Linked DNA regions of Mus musculus: regions 1 and 3 are each linked to region 2. The links are chromatin contacts, called in public HiChIP or PLAC-seq maps. All regions are on one chromosome and are shown on one strand. Each heading gives the region's core, a stretch centred on a gene start, on an enhancer-like site or on the middle of the called end of the contact. The rest is flanking DNA. Distances are from core to core; before and after follow the strand shown. Region 1 has its middle 18 kb from the start of Gm19510. Region 2 overlaps Nsmce2 (NSE2/MMS21 homolog, SMC5-SMC6 complex SUMO ligase). Region 3 has its middle 50 kb from the start of Gm19510.

Region 1 (3,809 bases), core at 380-2,879, 390 kb before region 2:
AGCTGAGTCCTGGCCAAGTGCTCTTTCTTCAGCCCTCCACTCTGCCTCTCAGCAAGGTCTGTGTTTCCATTTCCAGTAAGGGAGCTAAGTCAGCTGTGAGCCCCCTCAGGGCACACTTTCCACCGAGATGTCCTTGCTCACTCCCTCAAGTATCGAACGGGAAAGGACTCACCAGGTTTTCTATAATCTCCATTAGTCCCATACCTAAACATCACAGGAACATTTTTTTATAAGGAGCCTTAAGGAAAAACGTGAAGGAAAATGTATTTGTCTTTTTCTCATTACCTGTGGTGGCTATTCTTGATTGTCAACTTGACTACATCTGGAATTAACTAAAACCTACATGGCTAGGCACACCTGTAAGTGATTTTTTAAATTTTACTTATTTGAGATTTTTTTTGGGGGGGGGGCGGTTGGTTGGTTAGTTAGGTTTGGTTTTTGGTTGGTTGGTTTGTTTGTATTGGCTTGATTTGGTTTGGTTTGGGGGTGCAGTTGAGATAGTGTTTCTCTGTATAGCCTTTTCTGTCCTGGAACTTAGTCTGTAGAACAGGCTGGCCTCAAACTCAGAGATCTGCCTGCCTCTGCCCCCCAAGGGCTGGATTCAAAGGTGTACACCACCACTGCCAGGCTAGTTTTGTTTGTTTGTTTGTTTGTTTGTTTGTTTGTTTGATTGATTGATTGATTGATTGATTTTTAACAAGTAATTAGAAGTAGGGAAAACCTACTTCTAATCCAGATCTTTGAGGTAGAAAGATTTGCTTTTAATCCAGATCTTTTGAGGTGGGAAGATCCATCTTTAATCTGGGCCACACCTTCTGTTGGCAGGCTATAAAAAAGCCATGGGAAGGAGGAAGCTTGCTTTGCCTTCTTGCTCTCGCTCTCCTTTGTAAGTCCATCCCTTCACTGGCCTTGGAGACTACTTCTTTGGGATTCCATGTATACTGAAGTTGCCTAGTGAACTAAATAATTATTGGATTCTTGGACCATTGCTGGACTAGCCAGACCATAACCTGTACGCTATTTTAGTAAATCCCCTTCATACATATGTGTGTAGATATGTGTACTCATATTCATAAATATATTCATATTTGCATATATATTCACACATGTTATATAGTCTATAAGTTCTGTTCCTCTAGAGAACCCTGACCAATTCATTACCCCTCTGCATCTCCTTGGATCACATGTAGGGTGAGGACTTCAGAAACGACTCAAAAAGCATGTTTACTGCCCAAGTGTATTAAATAAGAATCAAAGGGTTAAATCTAGCCAGACACTACCTGGGATGGTGAATTCTTCACAGATAGTCTACTTCCTATGCTCTGGCCAGCCTAGTCCCATTTCAGAAATGCTCATCGGGTAACACTTTGTCCCTCCAAGGAACATCTGTCCAGGCTCTGCAGCTGGCATGGTCCCTCCATCACAGTGGAGAGCCAGGGTGATGGGAAGATCGCAGTTCTCATTTGCAGCCTGGCTTCTGTCCACATCCCAACAATGACACAACTAGCTCCTCCGAGGAGCACTTTCCAATCTCCACCGAGATCTGTTGGATGGGCAGCCCAGTTTCCATCCCAGCCAAGCACAGGCAGCTGTGGGTGGGGGCGTGGACACCGCTCTCATCCACCCGGGGATCTGGGAAGACGGCGCTCAGCTCCTCACCCGCCAGAAACCCAGCCAAGCATAACAGGGCTGCTGCTGAGGCCTTGAGGAACCAAATGGAAAAGAGCCCAAGTTGGGGCTATGAACGCCAAGGTCATCAGAGAAGCATGCTCATCTACCCCTGCTGATGGAATGGTCCCAAAGGGAAAGATTTAACTTGTTTTAGGAACTAGTCAGAGCCTGGATTGGGCGCACTGCCAGCGCATTACGAGAACAATCTCTGGGAAATGGAGAATGGGGTTCTTTGCCAAGCAGACTGAATCTCTGGAGCTTGACATCCAGTGGCCCCTGATACTCAGCCAGCCCCTCATTCCTTGGGACCTCCCTCATCAGTGCAGCACCAGACAAGCTGGGTGTTGATTCTTATTCGCCATATATGCAGAGTTCCTATAGTGCAGAAGTTACAGAAAGGGCTTAAGGAGCCGCCTCTGCCCTCCAGGCCTTTGTCTGGAGCCCACGGATAATTACAATACAATACCTTAGATGCTGCAATGTTACAGCTCATCCCCAGAACCCAGAAAGAGGAGCCCTAGCCCTGTCTGAACAACCAGGAAGAGACACGGGTCTGGCCTGGAGGAGTGACCCTGATCAGATAACACTGATGAAATGTCTTCTAGGTCCTGAGTGAAGACCAAGACTGGGCAGGGACAAAGTGAAGGTGTGAAGGTTTCAGTGGGTTCTTCCAATTGCCCCTGCCCCTGCCCCTTCCCCTAAGGGAGAGTCTCCCCTGAGGAGATAGATCATTTACTACTTAGTTTAGCATCCTGTCTTTGTGAGCCGACCCAGATACATTTCCAGAGGCCTTGGGAATCTCCAAGAACCCCAACAGTACATGCCAGCTTAACTCCAAGAAGGGGAACCAATGTCCCCTGGCTCACACCCTGAGCAGTCAGTCACACCTGTGAAAGAAAATGAAAGACACGCCACCTAGGTTCTAAAGTGATCACGTGTGAAATTCCAAATAAAACCAAGGATAGAATTAGGAATGAAGATAGCCCTTGCCTCCTCAAAGGTGCCGGTGGCAAATTCACAGACCCATCTCTATGCCAACAGCTGTTCCCACAGAAACGCTGCCAGCCCCCGAGGCTCCCACTTCCTGTGACTTCTTCACAGGGCCTTTCATGATCCTGGGGTCAAGAGTGAGCTCAAATAAGCCTTCATGAAGATAACTTGGACTTTTTCAAAGAGCTGTCTCACTTTGCCATTGAAGAAGGGTCTCCTGGTTGGGCTGAGGAGGCTGCCTCACCTACAGGGCTCACCTACAGACCAGGAGGCTGTCACATGGCACTGTCCTAGAAGTCATGAGAGGAGGAGGAGGAGGAGGAAAAGATGGACAGGGGACAGGCAAATGGGAGAGGGAAGAAAAATTGGAGGACAGTAGAGAAAAATGGAAGGAGAAAAGGAAGAAGGAAGGAAGGGAAGGGGAAAGTAGAAAACTTATATTTCTTTGAGTAGACACAAAATACCATGAGACATTTTGTTGACCCTATTTTAAAAAAAAAAAAAACTGGGACTATGAGAAATAAAGGAAATCACTGAAGGTCAAAACCCTAGTAAACAGAGATTTGATCCAAACTCCAAGGACTCTGAATCTTGTGCTTTTTCTAGACAGCCCAGATAAAAATAACTTCCCTGTATTGAGCATGTGCCCCATGCCAAGTCCCGAAAAGGCACTTTACAAATGCAGTTTCTCCAAGCACAGCAGGCCCTGCTCAGCTGCCTCTGCAGTGCAGGAGGAATAGACAGGGCCACCCCAGGGACTTGGCACCCTGATGGCAAAAGTTTTAAAATGATGGAATAGACACATCTAGTAATCATGGTGACTAGCACGTACGTGCTGCTCTGGTAGAGACCTACTTCCCAGTAGCTAGCTACATCTCTGAACAAACACTGTGGGTGAGGCTTGGCCCAAGCTCCCCTACCTTCTGCTGTCTGCCCATCAAGGGGTCACCAACCTACCCAGGGCCTTGCAGAAGGTGACCACACAAATATGGTATGGGATTCAAATGCAAGCCATGAATCTAGAGATTCCTTTTCTTTATGAAGCTAAAACTCTGCCAACCAAAAGATTGTCCTATGCCTGGAGACCCTACACCTGGAGACCCTACCTACCTCACTTTTCTGAGGTTAGGAATACCATTACTTTGGAT
Region 2 (3,900 bases), core at 1,120-3,619:
CCAGAGATAAACTCAGGTGTCCGGCTTCATGGCCAGTGCATCCAGCCATTCTGCTGGTCCATAGGAACATTTCTGCTATTCTCTCCAAAACTATTTTATATTTTCAGTCTACAAAATTTTAATCTGTTACAGATATGAGAAGAGACTATAACAGAAAAATGTTCATCTAGAACAGGAATCAACCAAGCCCAGTTCACTGCTGACCAACCAGCATCTGTTTGTAGGTTGTTTACAGGTACTCCTCAGCTGAGTCTAGTACAAAATATACTTTGGAACACAACGCCAAAACATGCAAAACTGAACATAACTAAGTGGCCTTTTCAAGCCTCCCTGTCTGTCTAGTGCTGTGAATGGGCACGAGAAAAGAACTCGGAGAAAAGAAGTGCTCGGCTGCTCGGCTGAGTAAGTGTACAGCATACACAGAGGAAGCAAAGAAGAAAGATGTGGCACTGAACCTCAGCCGAGCGTGACCAACAGGCATACCACCAGCACTCAGAAGGGAGAGGACACCTCAGGGAGAGGAAAAGGAAGTCCACAGAGCACACACAGGGCCCCTTGAGGAGGTCTCTATGACTAGGGTGCATATGGAAGGATGTAGCCAGTGACACCACAGTCCTGTAAGCGCTGGTCAGCAGTTTTGCACAGATGGACGGCCTATTTGGAGAGGAAGTGCCAAGTGCTGTCTGTGGTCATGGGGAAAGAAATGATCAAACATGGACAATCTATTGAGATAGCTATTGATAACTGAGATGCATAAATACAGAGTCTAGAGAGGGGGTTGCTCCGTGGGTAAGAGCACACACTGCTCCTGCAGAGGTCCTAAGTTTGGTTCCCAGCACGCACATTACACAGCTGACAATCACCTCACAGAGCTCCAGAGGGGCCAGTGTTCTTTCTGGAACACTGCACATGCACTTACCCATGTTCATACTCACTCATGCATACAAATAATTGTTAATCATAGATCACCTATACATCTTTTGTAAGAGATGTGTGCATCCTGACATATAGACCGGGGTTCTGTCGTAAAGGAAGAGGTCTGATTCTTTTTTCTGTCACACATACCAATAATCTACTAATTAGAAATACCTTGCTTACTACCACGTAGCTTTCCCAATCTTTGCATTTATTCTTATTTGCCGTAGCTGCTAATTAACCTTTTCAAAGCATGGGCCAAGAAGTAATTGGTGATCAATCAATTTTTTAAAAAATTAACAATTACCTAATAATGAAAACCAAACAAGTTCAAATAAACAATTTAAATAAGTTTTATATGATACTCTACAGTACTGTACTGTACTGTACAGTATCATGTTGTACTTTGCCTAAGCACTATATCAGAACCCAGAGTCTCCAGGTGCAGATGCTATAGCTAAGAGCTAATGAGCCAGCCCTGTAAGTTGTTGCCCTTACACAGCCCTCACACAGAGCCAAATCTGCCTCTTCCCCAATGCTAGTCACAATCTAAAACACCCTGACTGTGGTCCGAGTCATCTAGCTCAAGTCACATATTAACGAGGCCTCCTTCCACACAGTATAGGATTTCCCCCATCTCTCTGAAACCTTTAAGTATAGGCACCTTCCTTTGTCTGGCAGGACTAAAGCTATGGCATCAGGGTGGGACCACAGGACAGGCTGTGCTGTTAATAAATACCCTGTCCTAAAGACAACTGAACTCAATACGTCTCTTTCTTGAATACCATTCTCTTCTCACTCCCAAAAACCTAACACGCAGTCCAGAAGAAAAGTGAAATCTTCATCTTCAGGTTAAAGTGGTCACTGCTGCCGTCACCAGTTTACAATGGCAGTAATTAATTTAGAATTGAATAAATACTCTCAACCTTCCTCTCTCAGGTATGCACACTTACAGAGAGCCCATGAAGAACTTCTCAGTGAGTATAACTTCCCAGCTAGCACCCCCTTCTCCTCAATTATTCGCCTTATTCTTGACCAGACACAAAATAACTGCCATGAATACGAAACCAGGTGTGCTTATGGATTCCTGTAATCTCAGCCTTCTGGAGGATGAGGTAGGAGGGTAGTAACTTTGAGGCGAGCCTGGGTTACATGGTAAGACCCTGTCAGTAAAAAATCACAAAGCAAGGAGTGTGTGTGTGTGTGTGTGATAAAAGGTGGCTTTCAACTCTTCTTGTAAGTTTAAGACGCACAGTGAACCCCAATGAAAAAGACTGCTGGTTTTAAATCAACCTTCGCCATGACAGATGAGGACTCTACTGAAGGGCAAGAACAGATCCAAAGGTAAAGAAGCTGCCTTTCAACTTTGCTCTCTGATTCCACAGGCCTTAAAAAAAACATGCAAGAATATGCCTCTTGCAACTGTGGTCACATGCAAAAGTGAAGCAAGAAGCACATCTGTTTGGAGCTGGCCTCAAATGCCTCTAGTTCTTCTCCAAACCAGGTTCACAACTCCCACCCACAGAGAGAAAGCCAGGGCCTGAGGCGGCACCCAGGGACAAGCAAATTAGCATTCCCAAGGTCAACTGCTGACAGGCTTAATTGTTTACAGCAACTAGAATATGCTGGCTGCCGAAGTTAAGAGGCTTAACCTTCCAGCTTGCCCAACAGCATATGAAACTGATTTACCACATCAGCTACAAAATATGAAGAACTGTAGATGTGGATTCAAATGAACACACAACATTTTATACAGAAGCAAATGTAACAGGATCCTCAGAAACAATGCACTTTTTATTTTAAGCTGGCTAAACAATTTGGGGAAAACCCTAAAATACTAGCCACAGTTTCAGCAGAGGAGAGTGCAGGAGAAACTGAGTGTCTCATTCTTCCACCGGTTTGATTGGAAGACTCACCAGAACTGCTAAAGAGCTGCAGATCTAGCTGATTTGGCCATCTCTTATTTCTTACTCTGTCACAGAGAAGTGAAATAACCCTTATGTGTCTTTTGTCATCTCATAAAGTGTTATATGTGACCAATAAGCATAAGCAGTGTGGCTAGTCTGGAGTCTAGTGTACTGTAGGATTCTGATTTCAGTGCCCACGCTGTGTCAAAAGAACTCCTTAGGAGCTTTCATATTTATGACACATAAAAATATTTTATCTTTATTTACTTTTTAAATTATATTTGTGTGTATAGATGTTTTGACTGCATTATGTCTACGGATATACTATGGACATGAGTAGTGTCTAGTGTAGAAGCAGGTGTGGTATAGCCTGGGTTATAGGAATTGAACCTAGGTCCTCTGGAAAAGCAGCCAATCCTCTTACCCATAAAGCCATCTCTCTGGTCCCGAAAAATAGTTTCAGATACACTAGGTTAAATAAAACATTACAAATCTCTCCTTCCTCCATATTTTATGAAAGAAGGGCAGTAGAAAATTTTAAATTACACATGTGGCAAACACTGTAGTTTTATCAGGCTGCACGTGTACACATAAGTAATGGTATACAGAAACGCACAGCATGAATACAGGACTTCGTCTGTAACGGGGAAAGAACAGTGTGGGTAATGATCTCTAGAAGAATCAAGCTGCTTTCAGCTGTGCTACGTGTCGTCCTCATAAAAGCTCCTTCCCTCTGACCACAAGACATTAAAACTTTATGTCATTAAAAGAGGACTACAGTGCTTCACAAAAGGCTCCTCATGTCAGTTCTACTTCTGCCTCTGTTGTCATCTCTGCATAGCATTAAGCCAGCATCAGTTCTTGCCAATGGCCAGAGACATGATTTGGTGCTGGCCTGGCTTTTTACTGAGTGACTCCTACTTGTTTGTTTGTTTCTTTTTTTTTTTCTTCTTTTTATCTGTTTTAGTCCTTTTTATCCGAAGTTTGATCACTGAAATCTAACTGAAGCCCCAGCTCCAAAGGTCAAGAAAAAAAAACAAAAACAAAATAAAACAAAACAAAAAAAGCTGAGAAGAAA
Region 3 (3,760 bases), core at 404-2,903, 350 kb before region 2:
AGATACTCCTACGAGGTGCATGCCACGGAGAACTCCTCTTCTGGGGTTCCAAAAGGAAGAAAAGGACCACTGCAACCATCCAGAGTGCTCGGTAGATACCCAGGCCTGGTCCTATATGGATCACAGAACAGGCTCAGGGAAATGCCTGATGACTAATGCACTGGAAAAAGTGAACGCAAGGGTGAGAGCGCAAGAGAATGAATTAGCATGTGATTAAGTCGACCGAGGTTAGTGAGTGAGTAGAATAGAAGAGCAAATTGAACGGAGTAAACACCTAAGTGCGTTAGTGGATGGATGAGAGGAAAGAGTTATGGAGTGATTAAATGGCTATGTAACCGGCATGCAAACAGACTGTGAGTCGACTAAATGAGAGGATGCTGAATGAGCGGGCAGCTGGGGATGAGGTGGATTTAGAGGCTTAGAAGGATGAAGGAAACAAAACGCCTATGGAAGGAGTCACAGAGACAAAGGTTGGAGCTAAGATGAAAGGATGGACCATCCAGAGACTATCCCACCTGGGGATCCATCCCATAATCAGCCACCAAACGCAGACACTATTGCATATGCCAGCAAGATTTTGCTGAAAGGACCCTGATATAGCTGTCTCTTGTGAGGCTATGCCGGTGCCTGGCAAACACAGAAGTGGATGCTCACAGTCAGCTATTGGATGGAACACAGGGCCCCCAATGGAGGAGCTAGAGAAAGTACCCAAGAAGCTGAAGGGGTCTGCAACCCTATAGGTGGAACAATAATATGAACTAACCAGTACCCCCAGAGCTCGTGTCTGCGTAGCTCATGCATATGTAGCAGAAGATGGCCTAGTCGGCCATCATTGGGAGGAGAGGCCCCTAGGTCTTGCAAACTTTATATGCCCTAGTGCAGGAGAACACCAGAGCCAAGAATTGGGAGTGAGTGGGTAGGGGAGCAGGGCGGGGGGAGGGTACAGGGAACTTTCGGGATAGCATTTGAAATGTATATAAAGAAAATAGCTAATAAAAAAAGAGAATAAAAAAAGGATGAATGAATTATAGGTGAAGGAGACCAAAGGAGACATCCTGAAGTCAACCTCTAGCCTTCATGTGCTCCCTCACAGACAAGCACATCCACACAGCACAGGCACACACACACACACACACACACACACAGAGAGAGAGAGAGAGAGAGAGAGAGAGAGAGAGAATTCTCATGAGCATTTGCTGAATGAATAAATGATAGAAAGATCGCCTCCCCATTACACAGCACTAAAAATCTTTATTTGTTTGACATCCTTGGGATCAGACAGGCCTAGTTTTAAGTGCACTATGCAGTTACTAAGACTATCTTCTAGGAAAGCTTTTTTCTATCTTCTTTAAAATGGGGGCATCCGGGGCTGGTGAGATGGCTCAGTGGGTAAGAGCACCCGACTGCTCTTCCGAAGGTCAGGAGTTCAAATCCCAGCAACCACATGGTGGCTCACAACCATCCGTAACGAGATCTGACTCCCTCTTCTGGAGTGTCTGAGGACAGCTACAGTGTACTTACATATAATAAATAAATAAATAAATAAATCTTTAAAAAAGAAAAAAAAAAAGAAATAACTTCCGCAAGGAAGGTTGCAGGATTCAGAAAAAAAAAAAAACCTGAAAAAATGGGGGCATCCTTGGCTACCTCAGAGTCTTGCAGTAGGGAATCAAAGGAGACTGAAGACCCTTTGGCAAGCATCTAGTATTCAGAAGACATTTCATTAAAGAGCTCCTCCTTTCAGACCCCCAGTGCAGCCCTTCCTCTGCTTGCCCAAGCCCACCAGCCCCGGTGGCCTTTGACACTCCATCTTGTATGAGGTCACGGTCTTTTAGGGAACAGATACAAGTGGAAGCAACTCTACTAGGAAGTGGGGTGATGAAAGCATTAGGGTAAACTGTGCACATTGCAACATCTCAGCAGCTTTGGGTCTAGAATGACAGCGACTTCTGTTTCAATTTGAGTGCAGAAAGGAGGAACAAAAGATTCGTTCTAGGGAAAAATCAAAGGAGCCTTAAAAGAAATCAGTGGAATGTGGGTGTGTTGGCCTATCAACTGAGGAAGTGTACACAGAAAGGTGACCTTAGAAAAGATATGGGGGAAGTTGACTGGACCGTTTGGAAGGCTGAAGCTCTTAATTCAGAAAAGAGAAGAGAATATGGCTGGTCAGAGAGCCACAGTCTGAAACAGACATGCTCTGAGCATCTGACTTAAATAAACCCTTGGTGAGTCAGAGACCCCAGCCAGGACCCTGCCTGCCACTGTGACCTCTATTGTCTTTGTGGCTAGGTATGTTCATTACTTTGTTATCATTGTGATCAAATGTTGAACAGAAGCAACTCAAGCAAGGAAACATTTCTTCTGCTTCAGCCTTTCAGAGGCATTAGTGCAAAGCAGCAAGGGCGGCACAAAGGGGATGGATCATCGATGGTAGCAGGGGCAGAGGTAACTGTTCACGTGGACAATCACATCCGGACACAGAGCTAAAGCAGAACAAGAAACAGATATAGCTAGTCTTCAAGGCCTACCCCTAGCAGAACCCAAAATGGATAAAGCTAGCCTTCAATGCTCACCCCTAGACAGTTACTTCTGCCATCAAGGGTCTCTGTCCCAAAGCTCCCACGACCTCCCAAAAGAACATGGCCTGCTGGGGAGGAGATGCTCAAACATGGGAACCTGTGGGGAGTGTTTCAAACGAGATACTATAATAACACTGTAGAGCCATGGATGAAGTGGATGCTACCACCACAGCCACCACCACAGCCACCACCACAGCCAGGGACTGCTCCTGATTTCCTTGCAGCATCAGCTTCAAATGCACAGCCTGAGGGTAATGCACTATGGCCAAGGAATACTGCCTGGTGAGAAATTGGCCTCTACTGCTTGGTGGAAAGGGAGGGGGCCAGGCCTCTTGTCAGTCATAAACTGGGAACATCCTCCAAGCATAACAAGGCATTCCCAGTACTGAATGGTTCCAAAGGTTTATATGTAATTAAAACAAAACAAAACAAACAAACAAGCCAGCAGTAAGTGAGCTTAAGAAAAATCAGTTGCCCTGGTCTCTTTTCTGTGACTGTGACCAACAGTGACAAAAATCAACTTCAAAAATTTGGGATCAATTTTGACTCATGGTTCCAGGTTCTAGACCATCATCATAGAGAAGTCAAGGCAGGAGCCTGAAGCAGCCAGTCACAGTCAGTGTCTGCATAGTACTCAGGTAGCCTTCTCTATCCCTATACAGTCCAGGGTCCCAAACTGGGGAGTGGTGCCCCCCACTTTAGAGCTGAAACTTCCCACATCAAGAAAGGCAATCAAGACAAGCACACACACACACACACACACACACACAAACACACACACACACACACACACACCCATAGACATGCCCACAGGCCAACCTGGTCTAGACCCGTCCCTCACTGAGATTCCCTTTCCAGGCAATTCAGGTTGACAATTAAACTAACCAAGTGATACCACTGGCTGAGCTCACAATGAAACAAGGGAACAAAAAGAGAAGGGAACTTGACAGGCTGTGCAGTCAGAACCAGAACAAAAGGAAATATCAGAGGAACTGGAAAGAAACTGTAGAACACCCGACAGGGTGTGGCGACACTGGATGTCACAATAGTTTGGGAAGGACCCACAGATACCAAACACCTTTACGGCAGCATCTGGTCTGGAACCTATGAATTGAGAAGAGCATCTGCAGAGAGAGAGCAGAGTATAGGGCTCCATAAGAATGGTTAGAGAATGGCGGGAG

What was found. HiChIP or PLAC-seq counts read pairs in DNA pulled down with a chosen protein or histone mark.
Region 1: a contact with region 2 is called in a CTCF HiChIP or PLAC-seq map of the NIH/3T3 cell line, with 22 read pairs. The contact joins two enhancer-like sites. A contact is called at or near these places in 2 of 15 datasets of contacts at CTCF or cohesin (the NIH/3T3 cell line and large pre-B cells), 11 of 484 Hi-C or Micro-C datasets (the N1E-115 cell line, bone marrow-derived macrophages, brown adipocytes and 6 more), 10 of 115 datasets of contacts at active chromatin or transcription factors (the NIH/3T3 cell line, bone marrow-derived macrophages, embryonic basal ganglia and 7 more) and 1 of 9 other capture datasets (macrophages).
Region 3: a contact with region 2 is called in an H3K27ac HiChIP or PLAC-seq map of trophoblast stem cells, with 7 times the contacts expected there. The contact joins two enhancer-like sites. A contact is called at or near these places in 3 of 15 datasets of contacts at CTCF or cohesin (the NIH/3T3 cell line and large pre-B cells), 16 of 484 Hi-C or Micro-C datasets (B cells, Th1 cells, Th2 cells and 9 more), 11 of 115 datasets of contacts at active chromatin or transcription factors (T-cell acute lymphoblastic leukemia, bone marrow-derived dendritic cells, bone marrow-derived macrophages and 7 more) and 2 of 9 other capture datasets (bone marrow-derived macrophages and embryonic stem cells).

The regions. Positions count from the first base shown.
Region 1 is chr15:59,775,536-59,779,344 of GRCm38.p6, reverse strand. No RefSeq gene overlaps it. Among named protein-coding and RNA genes, the nearest start is that of Gm19510, 18 kb to the left of the region's middle. Within about 2 kb of position 1,629, at least 71 of the 459 cell types and tissues checked have an H3K27ac peak or open chromatin away from gene starts, as enhancers often do. A contact at or near this core is called in the NIH/3T3 cell line, embryonic fibroblasts, fibro-adipogenic progenitors and 1 more, where this site is marked.
Region 2 is chr15:59,390,685-59,394,584 of GRCm38.p6, reverse strand. The region is part of intron 2 of Nsmce2 (NSE2/MMS21 homolog, SMC5-SMC6 complex SUMO ligase); the gene reads right to left. Among named protein-coding and RNA genes, the nearest start is that of Nsmce2, 18 kb to the right of the region's middle. Within about 2 kb of position 2,369, at least 78 of the 459 cell types and tissues checked have an H3K27ac peak or open chromatin away from gene starts, as enhancers often do. A contact at or near this core is called in the NIH/3T3 cell line, bone marrow-derived macrophages, embryonic fibroblasts and 3 more, where this site is marked.
Region 3 is chr15:59,742,859-59,746,618 of GRCm38.p6, reverse strand. No RefSeq gene overlaps it. Among named protein-coding and RNA genes, the nearest start is that of Gm19510, 50 kb to the left of the region's middle. Within about 2 kb of position 1,653, at least 57 of the 459 cell types and tissues checked have an H3K27ac peak or open chromatin away from gene starts, as enhancers often do. A contact at or near this core is called in bone marrow-derived macrophages and trophoblast stem cells, where this site is marked.